3 separate regions of the Ovis aries genome follow, and all the other regions are linked to region 1. A link is a contact called in public Hi-C data. All regions are on one chromosome and are shown on one strand. The core of a region is the stretch at or near the end of the contact, and the rest is flanking DNA. Distances in the headings are between cores, read along the strand shown.

Region 1 (2,700 bases), core at 158-2,657:
AGGATCACTAAATGTAAACGAAAAAAGGTAGTCTGATTTGGACACGAGTGAAAACTCTGGGAGCAAAAATGTAGGTGGTAGGAGAATGCTTATAAGAGTATGTGTAAGTGTATGTATCCTTGATTTTTGCCCCTACCTTCTCCCCCTCCATTATTTAAATCAGCGCGCTGTCTTTCACGCACAAACAGCATCTGGTATTTCCGCGACAAGAGATGCAGTTGGAGATACCCTGGGTTTCCTCATAGAAGCTTTTTCTCTAACCCAAGTTAGGCTTGGAGTGTTCATGTGTCTTCTTGCTGTTTCTCAATATGTAATTTCTCCTTAGAAATTGTAATAATCAATCCGGTTGTTCAGAATTTCATCGCTGCTGCCTCCTTCCTTCTAGGAGTCCACTCGCTTGCTTGCACATTCACACACGTTCAGAAAAAGAGTCTATCTGATCCTGGCAGTAGACTGAAAAAGATTCATAGCGACGCGAATCGCATCCCAACTGTAAATATGGATTCGCACACTCTAGACTGTGTCATTTCACCATAGAGGAAAACCATCATTTCATACAGTGATAAAATGCAAGCCATTTCGATTTTTTGTTCATGATTCTCACTTTATAATGTTGGGGGGGGTGGGTAATCACTAATACGGGCTGGGGGAGGGGAGAGGGTTGATGAGCGCAGAGTCTAATCTCGAAATATTTTATTTCAAGTCACTGTAGAATAGAGAAGGGAGTGTGGCTTCTTCTGCTTGCTGGTTTTGCATTTTCCACATCTGGCCTACAGACCTAATTCTAACTCGCGATCTCTTTTGATGAAATTCGATCTTCTTGGTTTAAATACCTTTCGATTTGGGGCGATTTCACATTTGCAACGGTTAGAAGAACAAATCCTGTGCAAGATCTGTGAAACCTATATAGAACAGACACAGAAAACATGCTGCACCCAAATCCCAACCATTGTCTTAAAAACTTGCGTACAGACACACACATACACATACACATAAACACACGGAAAGATGGGGGAGGGGAGGGAGTGGAAGGAGAGACACGGTTATAGACAGACTAGAGCCAAAGCGAGTCAAGTTAACGCTTTCTCCGCCCTCATCCACAAGTACCCGCCCCCCCCCGCGTTAATTAATTACAAACAAAGCAAGCCAATCCAGTACTGCATTATTATTTTCAAGCAGGAGGAGGCGAAAGGCATGTATTTTTTAATTGATTTATTTATTTGGAGGACATTAATTCTCGGTCTGAGGCTGATTTTCAAACCGTTTGCAAAGCGCGGCTCCATTGTTCGCCGGGCGCGCAGGCCCCGCCCCCTGCTTTGTGTGCGGCGCGAGGATTGGCCGGCGAGCGCGGGGGCCGCGTCAGCGCCCGCGAGCCCATTCATCTGTGCACTTGGGCGTTGGACCCCGCATCTTATTAGCAACCAGGGAGATTTCTCCATTTTCCTCTTGTCTACAGTGCGGCTACAAATCTGGGATTTTTTTATTACTTCTTTTTTTTAAAAAACTACACTTGGGCTCCGTTTTTTGTGCTCGACTTTTCCACCCTTTTCCCCTCCCTCCTGCGCTGCTGCTTTTTGATCTCTACGACTAAAATTTTTTCATCCGGCGTGTATTTAATCGGTTCTGTTCTGTCCTCTTCACCACCCCCACTCCCCCCTCCCTCCGGTGTGTGTGCTGCCGCTGCCGCTGCTGCTGCCGCTGCTGCTGCCGCTTGCCCCGTCGTTACACCAACCCGAAGCTCTTTGTTCCCCCTTTGGATCTGTTGAGTTTCTTTGTTGAAGAAGCCAGCATGGGTGCCCAGTTCTCCAAGACCGCCGCGAAGGGAGAAGCCACCGCGGAAAGGCCCGGGGAGGCGGCTGTGGCCTCGTCGCCTTCTAAAGCGAATGGGCAGGTAAATTCTACCTGTGGTTCTGGTCATTTATTTGGTGTCTTTCTCTAGTCCCGGCGCTTCCCCTTCCCTCCTTGGTCGTGCCCGAGGCGCCTTCGGCGGAAAGAAGCGTGGCCAGATTCCAGTCTGAAAGTTGAATGGAAAGCGATAACCAAATTGTCAATTTTTCATAGGTGGGGTCTCCCCTGACTCCCAAAGTAATGGTTCCCAGAGAATCCTGGCGAATTCTTGTGTAGATGGGAGGAAAGAAGTGATAAATCGTTTAAAATGGCGTGTTTGGAGCTTGGCAAATAACCTGACTAGCTAGGTGCTACCCCACACCCCCATCCCCAGCCAGGTTGCATTTGTGCTTGGTGGGCACAAAGGTGTTTGGGTGGCTCTCGTGTTTGTTGTCGAGACTGGGTCGCCTTCAGGATTTCTGGTGTGATTGTGTGTGTGTGGGTAGAGAAGGGGGGGGGGGGAGCGCAGTAGGGATGGCGGTGAAGAAAGGCTGAGGAGGGAAGGAGAGCTGTCTTATTGTATACCGAGGTGGCGTGACTTGGGTTCTTGGAAAGGTTGCTGGCTGGCTGGAGGTGGGCAGGTTTCACTACCTTTCGATGGGCTTTTCTCACTGTTCTAAGTCTTTATTCGTAGTTGTCTGTGGAATTACACACCCATCTGACTTTTAAATGGTCTCCCTAGGGTGGGAAGACTATGGTTCTTTGAAGAACCTGTCCAGATGGTCAACAGGAGGCAGTTCGTGTGTTTCGGTCGAGATTGTTGGAGTGCGTGGCGCCTGGACCACTGCGGGGGCTACCCCGACGCTGCCCGAA
Region 2 (2,715 bases), core at 163-2,662, 370 kb before region 1:
TGGTACAAGTGCAAAAATAAGCATGATCTGCTTGCAGAGAGAAGCTCTGGATAGCTTGAGAAAAAGTAAATATGAGAAGGGGGAATAAAGAGGGAAGGAATGTGAAGACAGGAGAAGAGGGTGGTAAGAAACAAGGCTGGACCAGATAAGGAGAGGTTTTGTTTGCTCTGGGGAGGCTTTCTTGCATGTTACTTGAAATCTATAGTGGTACAGTCAGATTGCATTTAGAAACATCCCTCCTATGTTAACCTGGGAGTAAACTAAGGTAAGGAAATCTGATGTTAGCAGGAAGGATTCAGACTACCCTAGAGAGACTTGATATAAGCCAGCAAAAGGGGAGAGCTCTGAGGAATAATGAGGGGGCTAATTTGAGGTAAATAATCTGAAGTAGAGGATGCCTGCAGGGAGAGAGGAGTCCTGGGTGACAGGCAGGTTTCCAGACCCCACAGGTCTGGCCCAGGTCTAAGACTGTCTTTTCCTTTACTCCCCCTCACTCACTACCTTATAGGCACACAGACTGTTTTTCTATTTCTTGAACATGCCAAGCCTGTTCCTGATTTGGAGCCTTTGCAGCTGGCATCCTTCCTGTACAGAATGCTCTTCCCCAGTCTTCACAAGGTAACTCCTTCTTGCCATCCTGATCTTACCTAAAAGGCATCTCCTCAAAGAGGCCTTCCTGTCCATGGACCTAGATAAGGTTCAAGCTTCACCTCTATCATATTATCTGGTTTACTTTATTTTCTTTCTTTTAATCTACATTTAAAATTTTTATTGAAGTATAGTTGCTTTACAATGTTGTATTGTTGGTTTTTTTTTTTGCTGTACAGCAAAGTGAGTCAGCCATATGTACGCATTAATCCCCTCTTTTTTTGATTTCCTTCCCATTTAGGTCTCCACCAAGCATTAAGTAAGGGTCCCTGTGCTATACAGGAGGTTTTCATTGGCTATCTGCTTTATACACATTATCAATAGCGTGGGTATGTCAATCCTAATCTCCCAACTCACCCCACCCTTCTATCCCCTTTGTTGTCACTTTCTTTAAAATATTTTTACTATCTGAAGTTACTGTGTCTATTAAATTGCTCGGTTTTTGTCTGTCTCCCTTCATTAGAGTTCACCCTCTGAGGAGCAGACGTGCCTTTCTTGTTCACAGCTCTGCTTCCAGGAGCTGGTGCAGAGTAATGCTCAGTTTTTAAAACTGACTCATAAATGCTGAACCTCCCACAACACATGAGGCGGCACGTGCAAAAGACTTGTTGTAGAGCACGGGGAAGAGAACATCAAGAGAAACAGCAGTTTTGAGGATGCAACAACCTGTTAGAATCTTCTCATGGATGACTTGGGTCAGAGGTGGGGTTAGCGGGAAACAGTGAGCCAATCTGCAGAAGGTCATGGGAACAAAGCAAAAGCACATGTTCGGTAACTGTTGTGAAATTTAACCTGACCCAGCTCATAGTCCCTGGATAGGGAACCACTGACTCAGGAAGCATGAGTCTATGTCACGCATTTCGTCACTCCGTTACACCACGTCTGGTGTGGTAATCTGACTCTTCAATGCACACGTGAGAGTCATCGTGATGTGGCGAAAAGTGCACTGACCAGAGGATCAAAAGGCCCAGATCCTGGGTCCTTAACGAACTCTGTGACCTTGGGGAAGACCCACACAAGACCACTCCCACGGACTAGTCTGTTCTCTGTCTTCCAAACCAGTTAGGACACATAACCTTGCATCATTCCTTAGGGCTAGGATTTTAAAATGCTACTGTTTTCATTTAGTAATTTGACCTTGGCTGCTCTCAGTTTTAACCCACACTCCATTATTTCCACAATGCCCCACTTTTATTTATAACCTTATTTTCTTTCTGAGGCCAGATTTGCTTTGAGGTCTTGTTCATGTTTGGATCCCATCTTCCAATTCAACTCATCACTACCTACTGCCAACTTTGTCCCACTAGTATTACACATATGGTAAAAAGTCAACAATGTTTGTCAAAAATTTTTGGAAAACAAAGTAGTGATACATATCAAGTACTTCAAACATTCTCTGACCTAATTATTTTTGTAGAACCTTAGACTTAATAAACAATTCCAAATGCAAACAAAAACATATATGTAAAGATGTTCAATCCAGTGCCACACTGACTGTGAAACAAAATAGAACAAAAAATAATTATAAATAATCAAGAGTAGAAGCTGAATAATTTTTGAAATATCCAATGGTGCAAGCATCATATGTATGACTTGTATGTAACAGAAGAATATTAAACATCCTTGAAAATGATGTTTTAATGGACAGAAAAGTAAAACATATTAAGAAATCAAGTATTAAAAAAAGAAACCTATGCTTTATGATTCTGGTTGTGCAAAGTTATAGCCATAATACCCATGGAGAGAATGAGATAACAATGATCTAAGTATAACAAAATGTTAGTCAGGATATTCTTGGAATATTATGCATGATTACTTTCTTTCTAAATCCTTTTTTTGTGTTTTCAGTTTTCTATAATGTATACATATTATTATTTAATAATCAGAAGAAAAAACTTAAAATGTTGCTAATGAATTAATGAATTTTTTAAATTATTGTACCAATTCATTTAATTATAAAGTGAGACTCATAATGCTAATCTCCTTTCCATATTCTCATATATGAAGCATAATGGGAACACTTATACTTTCCCATATTCTCAAACACAAAGTATAATGGAAACACTA
Region 3 (2,700 bases), core at 51-2,550, 510 kb before region 1:
AAGCCCAATTAATACGGAATATTATACAAAGTTTTGAAGGGAATAAAAAAATTACAAATACAGAAGCAAGGGCCTCCCCCTCTCTTAGAAAATTTGAAAAATATTAAATGGATTAGATATGTATACATTAAGAACATTAAGAACCTGTAAACAACTTGCATCAGTAAGGGTCCTGTCAGGAGACAGAAATCAGATCAGTAGTTTGAGTAGAAAATAAAGAAATATAAGTAGTTATTAATTTATAAAAGGAGGTGAACTACTAAAAGGGCTAAAAGAGAACTCTAAGCAGTCTGGAGTTTCGATGTGCAAAAAGGCAGCCACTACCTCTTAGCTGAGGGAAAGGGACCCCAAACTGAGATTCGGATTTCTTCAAAGAGGGTGTAGTCTGAGAGTTCAACCAAAGCTACCACAGATATGGTCCATAAGAGGTACCCAGAAGCAGCCCCTGGTTGATCAAAGTGTAGCTGGAACTTCCAGACTTCCACGCTGAATAACAAATAGAAGCCTGGAACCCAGAGGGAAGTATCAACCTGGCACCATCAACTTGTAGTATCCCTCTAGTGCCCTCTATTGGCAAAGTTGAGCATCACACCAGCAGCAAAGGGAAAATGTTTACAGGGTCCAGTTCATTTTCCCAAAGCAGGGCAGAGAAGGGTGGATTCAGAGCTGAAAGACAGTAAAATGATCACTGACACAAGCTTCAAAGAAAAAGAATGGAAATTCACATACAGTATAATATAAAATTAATATAATACAGAAGTACTGTCCTTAGTAACTCAGTCATGTCTGACTCTTTGCGACTCTATGGAGTGTAGCCCACCAGGCTCCTCTATCCATGGGGATTCTCCAGGCAAGAATATTGAAACGGACTGCCAGTCTCTTCTCCAGGGTATCTTCCCAACCCAGGCACTGAACCCCAGTCTGCCACACTGTAAGCAAATTCTTTACCATCTGAGAAGCCCTATGAAGTACTAAGGCCAGTTAATCCATCCTATTTCTAAAAGAAAACTGTAAAAGTCTTTTTGATTTTTTTCTAATAAACCAACAAAAATTTTAAAAGAGAGCCTTGCAAAAAGTAATACAGCTTGGTTCAAATTAATTACAGGTTTTTAAATCCCAGGAGTTAAACACATTACTTTTTCTTTTTTCTCTTTGAAATCTAATAAAAAGGAAGGTTTATGTAACCTGAAGTGAGGCGTATGGAATATCTGAAACATTATCAGAACTGTCCCAGATGACCCTAACCAGAACCTGCAATAGGACATATTTTTCACACAACAGAGTGACTTCTTTCCTGCTCTTCAGAGTAATAAAGAGATAATGCATGTGAGCAGGCTCAGTCGCTCAGTCACTTCCAACTCTTTTGCAACCCCATGGACTGTAGCCCACCAGGCTCCTCTGTCCATGGAATTCTCCAGGCAAGAACACTGGGTTGCCATTTTCTCCTCCAGGGCGTGTTCCCAACCCAAGGCCTGAACCCCTGTCCCTTGCTTTGGCAGGTGAGTCTTTACCACTTAGTCACCTGGGAAGCCCCAAGAGATGATACAGAAGGCTAAAAATGAACAATGGGAAATAGAAACACAGAAATCTATTTAATTTGGGGGAAGTAAACAATAATAATTTCATGTAATAGAATGAATGAATAAAATACATTTATATTCCAAGAAGGAATCAGTCAAACTTTCCTCTTAGACCCTGGGTATAGGACAGAGACCCTTAGAGGATGAGAGAGCCATGACTTGGGCTAGTTTCCCTGAAACCTGGGCAACATAACCCATGCCTGCCCAGTATCTGTGTTACTTTGCCTAAACTGTCTCATTAGCAACATGGATTCAGATGTTGTCAATCCAGTTCTGCACAGAGATGGTTTCATTTTTCAGGATGTGTAATCTGGAATCATGAAAGTGGTTGACAAGATAGGCATTTCATTCTAGAGTTTGGAAGACAGCAAGAACGCTGAGAACTCTGCTGAAATGACAAGCTGAAAAAGCTTTGCTAATGCAATTCATATTGAGTAACAAAGTCTCTTAAACATACAAATGTCAAAATACTGTCAGACAGATATTTGTTTCCAAGTGATACAATAGTATTTGAGAACTGACAGGCGGTGGGGCTCTGGACATCACGGCACTGACATCAGGGGCATCGAATTCCGGTTGTATTTTTCTGCAGACTTCGGCAGCAAGGGCCACGACTATCTGGGACACGGCTTTGCCTGTTAGGTTTCTCTTCAGGTCAAAATCAGCACCAGTCATCATTATTGTGTTCTTTCTCCCTTATCACCTCAATATCTGAAGATTTCTTTATTTGATTTGCCTTGGACAACCTCCAGACACAGACCACTGGATTTTACTAAGAAATCGGCAGCACCCTCTGGAACTGCTTATTTTTTCTGGCAGAAAGACACCCATGATGCATTGCTTCCTCTCACAGAGCTAATTAATTGCAGTGCCTGCAGCATAGGACTGATCTTGAAAGGACAGGTCACCGAAAGAAAGTTGTTCTTTCCCTTGGGGGAGCATCTGGGAGCAATATTCCTACATGTCGAATCTGTTAGCTCCTGTCTCAACCGCACCAAGACACCTGGCCACCAGATTCACACACCAGCTTGCCAAATCTCGTCAGTTCATCGACAGCACAGAGGGCCTTTAGATTGGGGTGGCCCAAGAGTGGAATGCTCACCAGAGAAAATATCACAGT

What was found. Hi-C and Micro-C count contacts between places; a contact is called where the count stands out from the background.
Region 2: a Hi-C map of mixed tissues shows a contact between it and region 1, with 3 times the contacts expected there. The contact joins the enhancer-like site here to the promoter of MARCKS in region 1. A contact is called at or near these places in 3 of 16 Hi-C or Micro-C datasets (blood and mixed tissues).
Region 3: a Hi-C map of omental adipose tissue shows a contact between it and region 1, with 3 times the contacts expected there. The contact joins the enhancer-like site here to the promoter of MARCKS in region 1. A contact is called at or near these places in 8 of 16 Hi-C or Micro-C datasets (blood, hypothalamus, liver and 4 more).

The regions. Positions count from the first base shown.
Region 1 is chr8:23,840,314-23,843,013 of ARS-UI_Ramb_v3.0, reverse strand. It overlaps MARCKS (myristoylated alanine rich protein kinase C substrate), which reads left to right and starts at 1,407. Exons shown (of 2, transcript XM_015097338.4): 1 at 1,407-1,891. The coding sequence starts at 1,790.
Region 2 is chr8:24,208,423-24,211,137 of ARS-UI_Ramb_v3.0, reverse strand. No RefSeq gene overlaps it. Among named protein-coding and RNA genes, the nearest start is that of MARCKS, 370 kb to the right of the region's middle. Within about 2 kb of position 1,412, at least 5 of the 54 cell types and tissues checked have an H3K27ac peak or open chromatin away from gene starts, as enhancers often do.
Region 3 is chr8:24,349,156-24,351,855 of ARS-UI_Ramb_v3.0, reverse strand. No RefSeq gene overlaps it. Among named protein-coding and RNA genes, the nearest start is that of MARCKS, 510 kb to the right of the region's middle. Within about 2 kb of position 1,300, at least 2 of the 54 cell types and tissues checked have an H3K27ac peak or open chromatin away from gene starts, as enhancers often do.